2 separate regions of the Sus scrofa genome follow, and region 2 is linked to region 1. The links are chromatin contacts, called in public Hi-C maps. All regions are on one chromosome and are shown on one strand. The core of a region is the stretch at or near the end of the contact, and the rest is flanking DNA. Distances in the headings are between cores, read along the strand shown. Region 1 overlaps RFC1 (replication factor C subunit 1). Region 2 overlaps KLB (beta-klotho).

Region 1 (5,926 bases), core at 2,261-4,760:
TATGGTGATGATGTGTCAGTGTGGGTTCATCAGTTGTGACAGATGTACCACTCTGATGGAGGATGTTGGTAGTGGGGAATACTATTCTACTGGCGATAGGAGATATACAGGAAATATCAACTTTGCTATGAACCTAAAACAACTCTAAAAACGTTTACTGATTTTTTAAAAAGAGGGAGGGGGGGGAACACTGTTTAATCATTGCTCTAATGGCAATGAGGAATTCTGACTGGTGACTAGGTGAAACAGAACACAGAAATAATATGGACCTTTACTCTAGCTTCAGGGAGTCATTAAACTATAAACCATTTGAAACAAGATTATTCTGAACAGCTACAAAGCACTCAAAACATGAAATCTATACATAAGGGATTCTAGAAAGGCCATTATATAACTACGAAGGCATGAGCATGATTTAAACTGTCCCTTTCTCAAAATTTACAATTACATTGACAGTCCTTAAGAAAAAAGTCACTTGAATCAAAAATACTTTTAGCAGCTGTCAAAAATCTCTTGCTGAAGTTCCCATCGTGACTCAGTGGTTAACGAATCCGACTAGGAACCATGAGGTTGTGGGTTCCCTGGCCTTGCTCAGTGGGTTGAGGATCTGGCGTTGCTGTGGCTCTGGCATAGGCTGGTGGCTACAGCTCTGATTAGACCCCTAGCCTGGGAACCTCCATATACCGTGGGTGCAGCCCTAGAAAAGACAAAAACACCCCCCACACACAAAAAAAACCTCTTGCTATAAATATCCATAGGTGTCTCAAGGAACTATGATAACTATTTTTATTAATACTGACAGGAGGAGAAGTGCTTTGGTTAAGGAACTAAGAAACGGAAATTTACTTTACCAGTTTGATATCCTTTTTGGCTCTGTGAGAATCAGCCTTAGCCTGGTCATAGGTTAGTGCCTTACTTCGTGCACACCACATACTCAGATTATGTAAAACCTAAAAGAATCACAAGTAAGACACTGTCAAAGATAGGGAAATACTGCCACTCTTTGTCCCAAAAACATTTAAGACATCAATTCAATAAAATGATCAACTGTTACATAATATATATTTAATTTACCTGTCTAATATCTTGATTGGCTCCCAAAATTATTTCATTCATAGCTGGAGGGGGGATTTTTAAACCCTCTTTAAATGCAATAGACATCATAGCACCCTGAAATTGACAAAGGGAAATGAATCCTCGATGATTTTTTTAAAGTTCATATGGTCAGATTTTTTAAAATATTTATCAAGTACTTTTATTTATTTATTTTTATGGCCACACCTGTGGCATATGAAAGTTCCTGGGCTAGGGGTTGAAGTGGAGCAGCAGCTGCCGGCCGACACCACAGCTATAGCAACACCGGATCCCAGCCACATGTGCAACCTACGCCGCAGCATGAGGCAACACTGGGTCCTTAACCCACCGAAGTCAGGGATCAAACCCACATTTCACAGAGACTATGTTGGGTTTTAACCTGCTAAGCCACAATGGGAACTCCTATCAAGTACTTTGAAAAACTATCCTAAAAATATATAGGGTAAGAATGATGGAGGAAAAAAATCCAATCATCATACCTTAATCTGTTCAACCCGAGGTCTTTGAAAACGAAGATCGAAACAATAATGAACCAAGGAGCGAATCTTGGGGTGATTTCTATCATTGCACATACAAATAATGGGAATTTTTGTATGTTTTATCAAACCAATTAATTCCTGAAAGGCAAATTTGCAACACAAAAATAATTATCTAAAAAAAAAAATCAACGAAGTATACAATGTATGTATTTTAGGTTTTAAAAGGCAACATGCCTCAATTGCTGTAAATACCACACAGCATGATAGTTTAAAAAAAAAAACAAAACCTAAAATCAATAGTAAAACTGCACACTGTAAATCAACTATAATGGAAAAAAAAAAAAATCTAAAAACAAACAAGCAACAACAGTAAAACTGCAAAAATACAGTGCTTTCCTTACCTGAATTCCTCCCCTGTCCTCATTGCCTGCCATGCCATCTACTTCATCCATGATGAGAGCATGTTTCGTGCTTACTGAATGGGCTGCTCCACCTGAACCATGTTGAAAAGCAATAGGATGGGACAAAAACAAAATAACAATTCTTCAAACACTGCTGCTTTAAAAAAAAAAATCTGTAACATATGTAACATTTTAAACTGATAGATAATGTAGATCCATGGTTCAAAATTCAAAAGGCACAAGAGGAGTTCCTGTTGTGGCTTGGCAGTAATGAATCCGACGAGTATCCATGAGGATGCCAGGTTTAATCCCTGGCCCTGCTCAGAGGGTTAAGGATCTGGCGTTGCTGTGGCTGTGGTGTAGGCCAGCAGCTACAGCTCAGATTTGACCCCTAGCCTGGGAACTTCCATGTGCCATGGGTGCAGCCCTAAAAAGACAAAAAAAAGGCACATGAGTAAGCAGTGACATGAAATCCTCTCCCACCTCTGCCCCCTTGGGCACCCAGTTTCACTCTCTGGAGGTAAAGAATGTGAGGAGTCTCATGTACGCATATTCCTTAAGAGATATTCTACTCATATTAAAAACGTGTGTACTTGAAAGTATACACCTTGGTTTTGTCATTTAATATATTTCGGTGACCTGTTTCTTATCTGCAGATATAGATCATCTCCTTTTTAAGGCTTTTCAAATATTCCATTTTATACACCTATCATAATTAATCACTTTCCATTGATAAAATATGAAGATGTTTCCAATTTTATTATGAATCATAATTAATGAATCTACTTATCTATGTTATTTTGTATACAAGTATAACAGTTACTAAATTCCAAGGAACTAGAATTTCTGGGTTAAAGGCTATGTGTAATTTAACTTTGAGAAACACTGTCAGATGGCACTCCAGAGTTGTACCAACTGACACTCCCACTAATCATGTATAAAAGTGACATCTGCTGGGAAAATTTTTAACAATTTTCTACCACTGAAAGTACCAAGAATTCAGGTGACTGTGCAATATACCACAGATTCTGAACATGCAGTATAGTCTGTAATATGGGCATCTTATTTTCCCCATAAACTCTGCTACATCAGATTAACAGCTACAACCCGAAACCCAGTGGCACTTTAACACTGTCTTTTCTCCTCCTCTACTACCTCTGCCTGAAATAACCCCTTCCATCCACAAACTAGTCTAATTCTTCAAGGCCCTTTGAACAAAGTCACCATTTTACTGGTAGCTTTCCCCAATGTTCCAAATAGAATCATTCCTTCATCTAAAAGCATCTATCACCTCACTCATCACACTGTTAGTTGTTTACTTTCCCTTGTCAGAGGATTTACCTGTGAATCCTCTAAAACCAATGCAAAAATTCATAAATATGTCCATGTATACATTTTATCACATATTCAGAAACCACTAAGACCAGAAAAAAGGGGGGAAGGATGAAGGTGAATTACTGTCCTGTAAGAGTTACATCATAGGTGCTTCTTACTGTCTCATTAGCCCCAGGATTTAGCAGGGTGCCTGGCACACAGTAAGGTTCAATACTAGTTAATGGACACAGAACTGAACCTGTTTTTCTTACATAACCCTCCTCCCCCCAAAACAGTTCAAAAACCCACATACTTGAATAAAAGCCTTTGATGCTGGTATTATTCAGCGACTCAGCAATAATCTCCTTCAAACTGTTCTTACTCCGAGTGTCACTTGCATTCAGTTCCACATAGCTATATCCCAATTCCTAATCAAGATATTGGAAACCATTACTATCACAATGCAAATTATTAACTCTCCCCTGAAAGAAGGCAACTGAGGAAGAGGATAGAAAAATCACCTAAGTAACCACAGGTAGAAAGCAGAATACTAATGACAGTAAGATTAACTCTTACAGGCCTCACATTAAGAGACATTTAAAATATAATATACATACATACCACACACATATAAAAACACACATTTGATCTTAAAACATCAGTTGATAAATAACTAATCTGAAAGAGTATATATGAACAAGCAATTTTACTAAGTTTGCTTCTTAAAGTCTTCAAAAGAATTAAATATAAGGGCCATCCCAAAACTTCAATATCAGACACAGAATGAATCTATGTTAAAATACCAAAAAGTAATTAGAGACTCCTTAAGATAAACTATAAATAAAGTTTAATCATTCTTTGTCAAGCTATCCATTTACAATCTTCCTCTCAAACTGTGAAAAATCAAGTAATTTGGACTCATTTCCCAAAATTCACCATTATATTGATATTAAGGCATTATGAAAGACTCTGATTCAATCCCTCAAAAAGTAATGATAAAATCAAGGGGGAAAAGAGTTATCTTTACAACTGTAAAGATTAGGGGAAAAAAATTGCTCCTGTTGTTTTTTTAATGTTTACAAAGAGTGGAAAATATATAATTAATTATTATACCAGCTAAAAATGTACGCTCTGGTCCACACAACAAAGAGGGTGAGACAGAGAGTTGGGAAATCCAGCAATAACATTAAAGCAAATTTAATTTTTTCTTTTTTTTGTCTTTTCCAGGGCCGCACTCTCGACATATGGAGGTTTCCAGGCTAGGGGTCAAATCGGAGCTGTAGCCGCCGGCCTACACCACAGTCCACAGCAATGCCAGATCCTCAACCCACTGAGCAAGGCCAGGGATGGAACCCGCAACCTCATGGTTCCTAGTCGGATTCGTTAACCACTGAGCAACAACAGGAACTCCTAAAGCAAATTTAAAATCCCCCATTTTATCATTTTGATACCATTTCATATACCATTCCTACCATTCTGATACATGAGGCCCTGGGGTGCCAAGTGCCTTGTCTTCTCACCATCTAGCTATGGCAGCCATGAAGACAACAAGAGCAAAAGGAGGGTTCCGTAGGGGTGAAAAGTTGGACTACCTGGGTTCATACTGTGTCCCCACCCTCCGCTATAGGCCTGTTTCATTTGTCACATAAGGATGGCAATAGGACACACAGTCAGCACACAGAATTCTTCCTACAAGGGTATATAAGATATCTATATCTGTAAGCATCTGTAAGACATTACACACACAGGGGCTTATTAGTGCATTGCCTGGCACACAAGTAAATATCACCTATCATTATTATTACCAATATTTTTTAAAGGATGAAAGTGACAAATGTGCCCAGAACCAAAGCAAATTTCAGAGGTTTGATTTTAGAAAAGTCATGATAGGAGTTCCCGTCGTGGCTCAGCAGAAACAAATCTGACTAGCATCCATGAGGACACAGGTTCAATCCCTGGCCACATTCAGTGGGTTAAGGATCTGGCGTTGCCATGAGCTGTGGTGTAAGTAGCAGATGTGGCTTGGATCCTGCGTTGCTGTGGCTCTGGCATAGGCCAGCAGCTACAGCTCCAATTTGACCTCTAGCCTGGGAATGTCCATATGTCGCAGGTGCAGCCCTAAAAAGCAAAAAAAAAAAAAAAATTTTTTTAAAAGAAAAGCAATGATAGAACACCTACCTGACAAACCAGAGAAGCTGTGGTGGTTTTGCCAACACCTGGAGGGCCTGAGAGCAATGCAGCTTTAAAACTGGAGCCATCATCTTTGCCAGCAAATTTACCAAATTTTGCTGCTAGGAAAAAAGAAGTTTCAGAATGTTAACCTATACTACCCAACAGAAACACAGAATAGCAAGAATAACTGTGCATAAAGTTAGCATCAAGAGCTGTCCTCCAATTTACTTCAAAATTTGAAGAGTATTTTCTACAAGGTATGAACAACAGTTTCCAGAGCATTTAGTGAAATTCTTCTCCCGATCTCACTTCCACTCAAAATAAAAAACTAAAATTAATTTTAAAACTTTGACTTGAAACAATATTTTATGAGTTTCTTTCCTACAAAGCTCAGGCTCTGATCCTGACTCCATGGCTCAGCAGCTTCAGAAGTGACTTAACTCTGCCCCCTCCCCGACCCCCCGG
Region 2 (5,926 bases), core at 1,375-3,874, 110 kb after region 1:
AAATTAGCTATTCTTACATAAAACAAGGAGATACCAGTTTTGGAATCCTCATCCTTCACATTAAGCCTATCTTTCCCCACCCTAACAGAATTTATGAAACTTTTTTTTTTTTTTTTTTTTGCTTTATTTACAGCTGCACATGCAGCCTATGGAAGTTCCCAGGCTTGGGATCGAATCAGAGCTACAGTTGCTGGCCTACACTACAGCCACAGCATCATCAGATCCAAGCCACATCTATGACCTCCACCACAACTCATAGCAACGTCGGACCCTTAACCCACCAGGTGAGACCAGGAAATCGAACCCACATCTTCATGGATCCTAGTCAGATTCGTTACCACTGAGCCACAATGGGAACTCCCTGTGAAACACTTTTAATGTCCACTGGATCTATTAGGTATGAGCCATTGCTCATATTTTATTGGCTTTGACCTACAAAAAAGTCATTTCTGGTTACTTCAGTCCAATGTAAATCATCTCCAATGAGCAAGAGAAAAGCTAAGGAACAAGACTGAAAGCAGACTTCATGGGTTACGAATAGTAAGGATTTGTGCACATGTTTCAGAAACACCCAGATAGAGGAGAAACTGGCAGAGCTGGGAAGAGACACCAAGAGGCAAGCAAGTCAAATGGGAAGAGGAAGAAAGGTGGACAGAGATACAGGAGGGCCTTCTGGCTGGCTGGGACAGGAAAGAGACCTTGGACATTCAACTGGCCTAGAGTCCTTAATGTTTGCCCTCCTGATGCTGCTCATGGTTCTTTACCGAACCATACCTCAGGCTTTTAATTATTTTTTAAATTGAATCCCTTTTTTATGCAATTTTATGTTTCTCTTTCACACATTTCAGTCTCATTTTCTCATTAAGATTATTGGCTCCTGAAAGCAAGTCCCTGCACCAATTGTTTTAACCTCTCAGGGGAGGAGCAAGACAGGCATTGAATAAGTGCTCAGTACGTACGTATTGAATAGAATGGAAACTGATGATGAGGCTCTATTTTAAGTCCACTCAACTGGAAATGTGAACTCCAGGAGGACCAACGTAATAACATCCATCTTTAAGTAGTAGCTCCCGGGTGCTCTAGTCTACGCTACATATTTAACATATAAAGTAGCCCTACATCTAACAACAACCTTACAAAGAGTATTATTATTTTTAACTTCATTTTATGGCTGAGGATACTGAGAGATTTCAGAAAGATTAAGTGACTTGTCTAAGGCCACTCTGTTAGTACCTCAGCTTCAAACCCATGTGCGCTCATCCCAAAACCCACACTATTTCCACTGTTTTTTTTTTTGTCTGTATCATGCCTCACCCTTTTTATACTAACAGTAACAATAGCTAAGACTTAAATAGAGGTTTCTCTGTCCCAGACACTGTTCTAAAGTGCATTAATTCATTCAATCCTTACAACAAGCCTAGGAGTTGAGCGCTATTATTATCCATTTACAGAATTTCAAGACTGTATTATCCTGGACTTCTAAGGTAGAGCCGAAAGAAGACTCTGTAGAACAATGAAAGATCACTGCCCTGAGACTTTTTATGTAGACAAAGAAATCCTATAATCCACGTCATGTCTCACCTGTACCCAGCCCCAAGAGGGCCTGAAAGGGAGCCAGGGAGAGGAGAAGTGAGACGGAGCTTGGACCAGGGCTCTCTACCTGCCCCTGGGTGATGCTATAAGGGAGGCTTTAGGTTGAAGCCCAGGGAAAGTGAATGGAGAGTGGACTTTAAGGCTATCAGGATTCCCTGGCAGCTTTCCCCCCGCATCACCCTATGCTTCATTAATTCATCCATGAAAAGACCTTCTACCAGCCAAGTCACAACCCTATGAGTAAGGATAATAAAAATTAGTAATATTTTCTTTTATTAGGCTCATTCAAAAGTTTGGCATAACTACAACAGAAATTTCCGCCCGCATCAGAAGGGTTGGTTATCGATCACGCTGGGATCCCATTGGATTGAACCAAACAGATCAGAAAATACAATGGATATACTCAAGTGCCAACAGTCCATGGTTTCTGTGCTTGGGTGGTTTGCCAGCCCAATCCATGGGGATGGTGACTATCCAGAGGTGATGAAAAAGAAGTTGCTCTCCGTTCTACCCCAGTTCTCTGATGCGGAGAAGAATGAGGTGAGGGGAACAGCAGACTTCTTTGCCTTTTCCTTCGGACCCAACAATTTCAAGCCCCACAACACCATGGCCAAAATGGGACAAAATGTGTCACTCAATTTAAGAGAAGTGCTGAACTGGATTAAGCTGGAATATGGCAATCCCCGAATCTTGATTACAGAGAATGGCTGGTTCACAGACAGTCACGTGAAAACTGAAGATACCACAGCCATCTACATGATGAAGAACTTCCTCAACCAGGTTCTTCAAGGTTGGTTGCTTGTTAGCTCCACTGAAAAAATCGATTTGAATATTTATGCTCTAGGATATTTAAAGTCACCTTTGAATATATGATTAGTGTTGTTATTGTTGGACTTTTCTATGGTCCAATGTTGACAGAATTTTTTATGTTACATTCATGTCCCATTTATTTATTCTCTTTCAGCCAGGCCCTGCCCCTCAAGGTACACAGAAGTTGCCAGGCCAGGGGTCAAATCTGAGCCAGAGCTGCAATGCCGGATCCTTAACCTACTGTGCCAGGCCAGAGGTCAAACTGGTGCCTCCACAGAGACAAACCACAACATTTACCCGACAGCACCACAGCAAGAACTCCCTCTCGTGCCCTTTTTAAGTAAGAATTTGAAAGCAAAATCATTTTAGACTATAAATACAGCCTTGATTGGCAACAAGATGCTGTTTCATTCCTTTATAAAGGAACAATGGGAGTTCCCATGCACAGCTTTGTCACTGCAGTGGCTCTGCTTGTTGCTGTGGAGCAGGTTCAATCCCTGGTGCAGGAACTTCCACACATGGTGACTCTGCAGCCCAAAAATAAATAAATAAAAAATAAAAAGGGAGTTTTTGTTGTGGTTCAGCAGGTTAAGGGCCCGGCATTGTCTCTGTGAGGATGCAGTTTGATTCCAGGCCTCACTCAGTGGTTTAAGGATCCAGCATTGTTGCAAGCTGCTACATAGGTTGCAGATGGGGTTTGGATCCCAAGTCACTGTGGCTGTGGTGTAGGCTTCAGCTGCAGTTCCAATTCAACCTCCACCTGGGGAACTTCCATATGCTGCAGGTGCAGTGGTAAAAAGAAAAAAATAAAATAAAATAAAAAATAAAAAGGACTTAATGCTAAAGGAGACATGTCCAAAGTTTTCTAACAGTAGTACTTTAGCCTAAGATGCTGAAAGCTTTTTTTTTCTAGGGCCGCTCCCACAGCACATGGAGGTTCCCAGGCTAGGGGTCTAATCAGAGCTGTAGTCACCAGCCTATGCCAGAGCCACAGCAACACGGGATCCGAGTCACATCTGCGACCTACACCACAGCTCACAGCAACGCTGGATTCTTAACCCACTGAGCAAGGCCAGGGATCGAACCCACAACCTCATGGTTCCTAGTTGGATTCATTAACCACTGAGCCACGATGGGAACTCCGTGGAAAGCTTTTCTTGATTGGGCTCCTTTTACTCTACTACATGACTCAACAATGAAAAATTCTGAAGACAAAGAATGAGCCATGAATGGCAAGGCTGAGCAATTTCTATTGTTCCCGAATATTTCTCTAACACCTGCTCTTCCCCTCATTCCTTTTTCCATTACTCAAGTAGTGACATCTGCAGGTGGCTGATTGAAATGATGGAGCAGAGGACAATTGTGATGGCTCTGTCCCCTATAGAGTTGAGCTCCGTTTCACCCACATATAAAGGAATGATCGGTGACTCTACAGCTCTGTAGCTCTCTTTAGACGTCACAAGCTTAGAGAAAAACTCCAGGTTCTGTAGGAGAGAGTGTTCAGCGAGGGTCCTCAGGGACAGCAGACCCTGCTGCTCAAACCTGCAGGAGGAGCACAAGGGACACAGCCAGGCCAGCCATGCACACAGGGGCCCTCCAGGGCAGAGGCCTGGGCCAAATACCGTGCACTCTGGCAGAAGGGGTGTATTCCCCAGGCGTTATGATCCCAAAGGGACTAGAATCAGGACCTGTTGAAATGTATCTATCACACCAGAATCTCTTGACATCAATTTTCCACCTTTTGGGAAAAGAATGTCAGTGATGAAAACGCCAAAAGGGCAGAAATGAGACATTTTCCATGAGAAAGATGAAAGCTTTTAAGAAAAGAAAAACAGTTGATGATTGATTGGGGTATTTGTTGTGTTTATTGCATATTTCATTTTACCTAATTCCTGAAAGCTATTGAGTCAGTTTTAAAGGTAGAAAGGTCCCAAGCGATCATTGTTTCCAGTCTTTTCTATTGACAAATGAGGAAACTGAGGTCAAGAAACTTGCCCAATAGCACTGTCCCAGGAGTGTAGGAGAGCAAGCCCTCTCACCTCCTGCCCGTCAACCCAGTCAGTTCTTATTCTCTTGCATCACTGCGCCTCTTTCTCCTCCTTCAATCTACATTCACATATATTCATTCGCAAAGCTGGTGTTTCGGACCCTGAAGGATCGTTTCACAGAAATGGGAACCAACCCAAGCTTGAAATGAGAAACTCTTGGCCATGAGCAGGCATCTGCTTTGGTCCCAAAGGGTTCTGGAACTTACTGTGCCCTCTGACACAGATTTTGCACACTAAGCCTCAGGAATATTTAAAACTTGGCCCTTTAACTATGCTATTCACTTGGGAGAACCATTCTAGATGAAAATAACTGCCACTTTTCAAATATAAACATGCATTTTCTGGAGTTCCCTGGTGGTTCAGCGGGATAGGGGTCTGGTGTTGTCATTGCTGTGGCTCAGGTCACTGCTGTGGTGCGGGTTCAATCCCCGGCCAGGGAACTTCTGCATGCTGTGGGAGCAGGAAAAAAAGAAAAAAGAAAAAAAAAGACCCATGAATTCTCTATTGATAAAATGGGCCTGCAAATTGGAAAAAAGTTGGTTTCACAATACACTGCCCCAGCATGCCGTTAGTGAAGTCATAAACATGGACCAGACCATTTAGGCTTCTGAACATTTCTGTTTTTTTCTTCCTGTGCAGCAATAAAGTTTGATGAAATACAAGTGTTTGGATACACAGCCTGGTCCCTCCTGGATGGCTTTGAATGGCAGGATGTTTACACCACTCGCCGGGGATTGTTTTATGTGGATTTTAATAGTAAACATAAAGAAAGAAAGCCCAAGTCTTCAGCACGTTACTATAAACAGATCATACAAGAAAATGGTTTCACTTTAAAAGAGTCCACACCAGATGTGCAGGGTCAGTTTCCCTGTGATTTCTCCTGGGGTGTCACTGAATCTGTCCTTAAGGTAAGCAGCCACTTACGACTTAACTATAAAGTGGGGCAAATAGTACACAATATTTTATTTCCTTTTGCTCTATGACATCTAGGCCAGAGCGCCCTTGTGGTGCAGGGGGTTAAGGATCCAGTGTTATCATTGAAGTGGCTTGAGGGGCTGCTGTGGCTGAGGTTCCATCCTTGGCCTGGGAACTTATGCATGCTGTGGGCTTGGCCAAAAAAAGAACAAAAAAATGACACCTAAGAGCTGTCAGACAATATCGAATGCCATGATTACTTGGAGGTTATGAGAGGAAGCTGGGGAAAGAGGAAGGAAGAGTGAGGGAAGAATTCAGGCATACTGAGAATCTTTCATGTGCCAGAATTCATACTGCCCTGAGGAGCATACAGTCTAGGGAGAATTTACAGTCATTGTTGTGAGAGAGACATTTGTTGTAGTGTCAAAATTACAAGGAAAAAAATCTATAGATTTTTGTTTTGCCAAAAGCAAATTGTAGTGGTTCTTTATTTAAGTGATTCCTGTCACTTGATGAATTTGGGTCATTTGCCTTACCAAGATTCTGTACCCCCATGGGGC

Evidence for each region. Hi-C and Micro-C count contacts between places; a contact is called where the count stands out from the background.
Region 2: a contact with region 1 is called in a Hi-C map of liver, with 2.8 times the contacts expected there. The contact joins two enhancer-like sites. A contact is called at or near these places in 4 of 47 Hi-C or Micro-C datasets (embryonic fibroblasts, liver and skeletal muscle).

What each region holds. Positions count from the first base shown.
Region 1 is chr8:30,565,436-30,571,361 of Sscrofa11.1, forward strand. RFC1 (replication factor C subunit 1) reads right to left here. Exons shown (of 25, transcript XM_005666588.3): 14 at 5,468-5,580; 15 at 3,603-3,717; 16 at 1,976-2,067; 17 at 1,575-1,712; 18 at 1,075-1,170; 19 at 852-950. Among named protein-coding and RNA genes, the nearest start is that of RFC1, 68 kb to the right of the region's middle. Within about 2 kb of position 3,511, at least 1 of the 83 cell types and tissues checked has an H3K27ac peak or open chromatin away from gene starts, as enhancers often do. A contact at or near this core is called in liver, where this site is marked.
Region 2 is chr8:30,674,152-30,680,077 of Sscrofa11.1, forward strand. KLB (beta-klotho) reads left to right here. Exons shown (of 5, transcript XM_021101114.1): 2 at 1,873-2,383; 3 at 5,091-5,359. Among named protein-coding and RNA genes, the nearest start is that of RPL9, 22 kb to the right of the region's middle. Within about 2 kb of position 2,625, at least 1 of the 83 cell types and tissues checked has an H3K27ac peak or open chromatin away from gene starts, as enhancers often do. A contact at or near this core is called in liver, where this site is marked.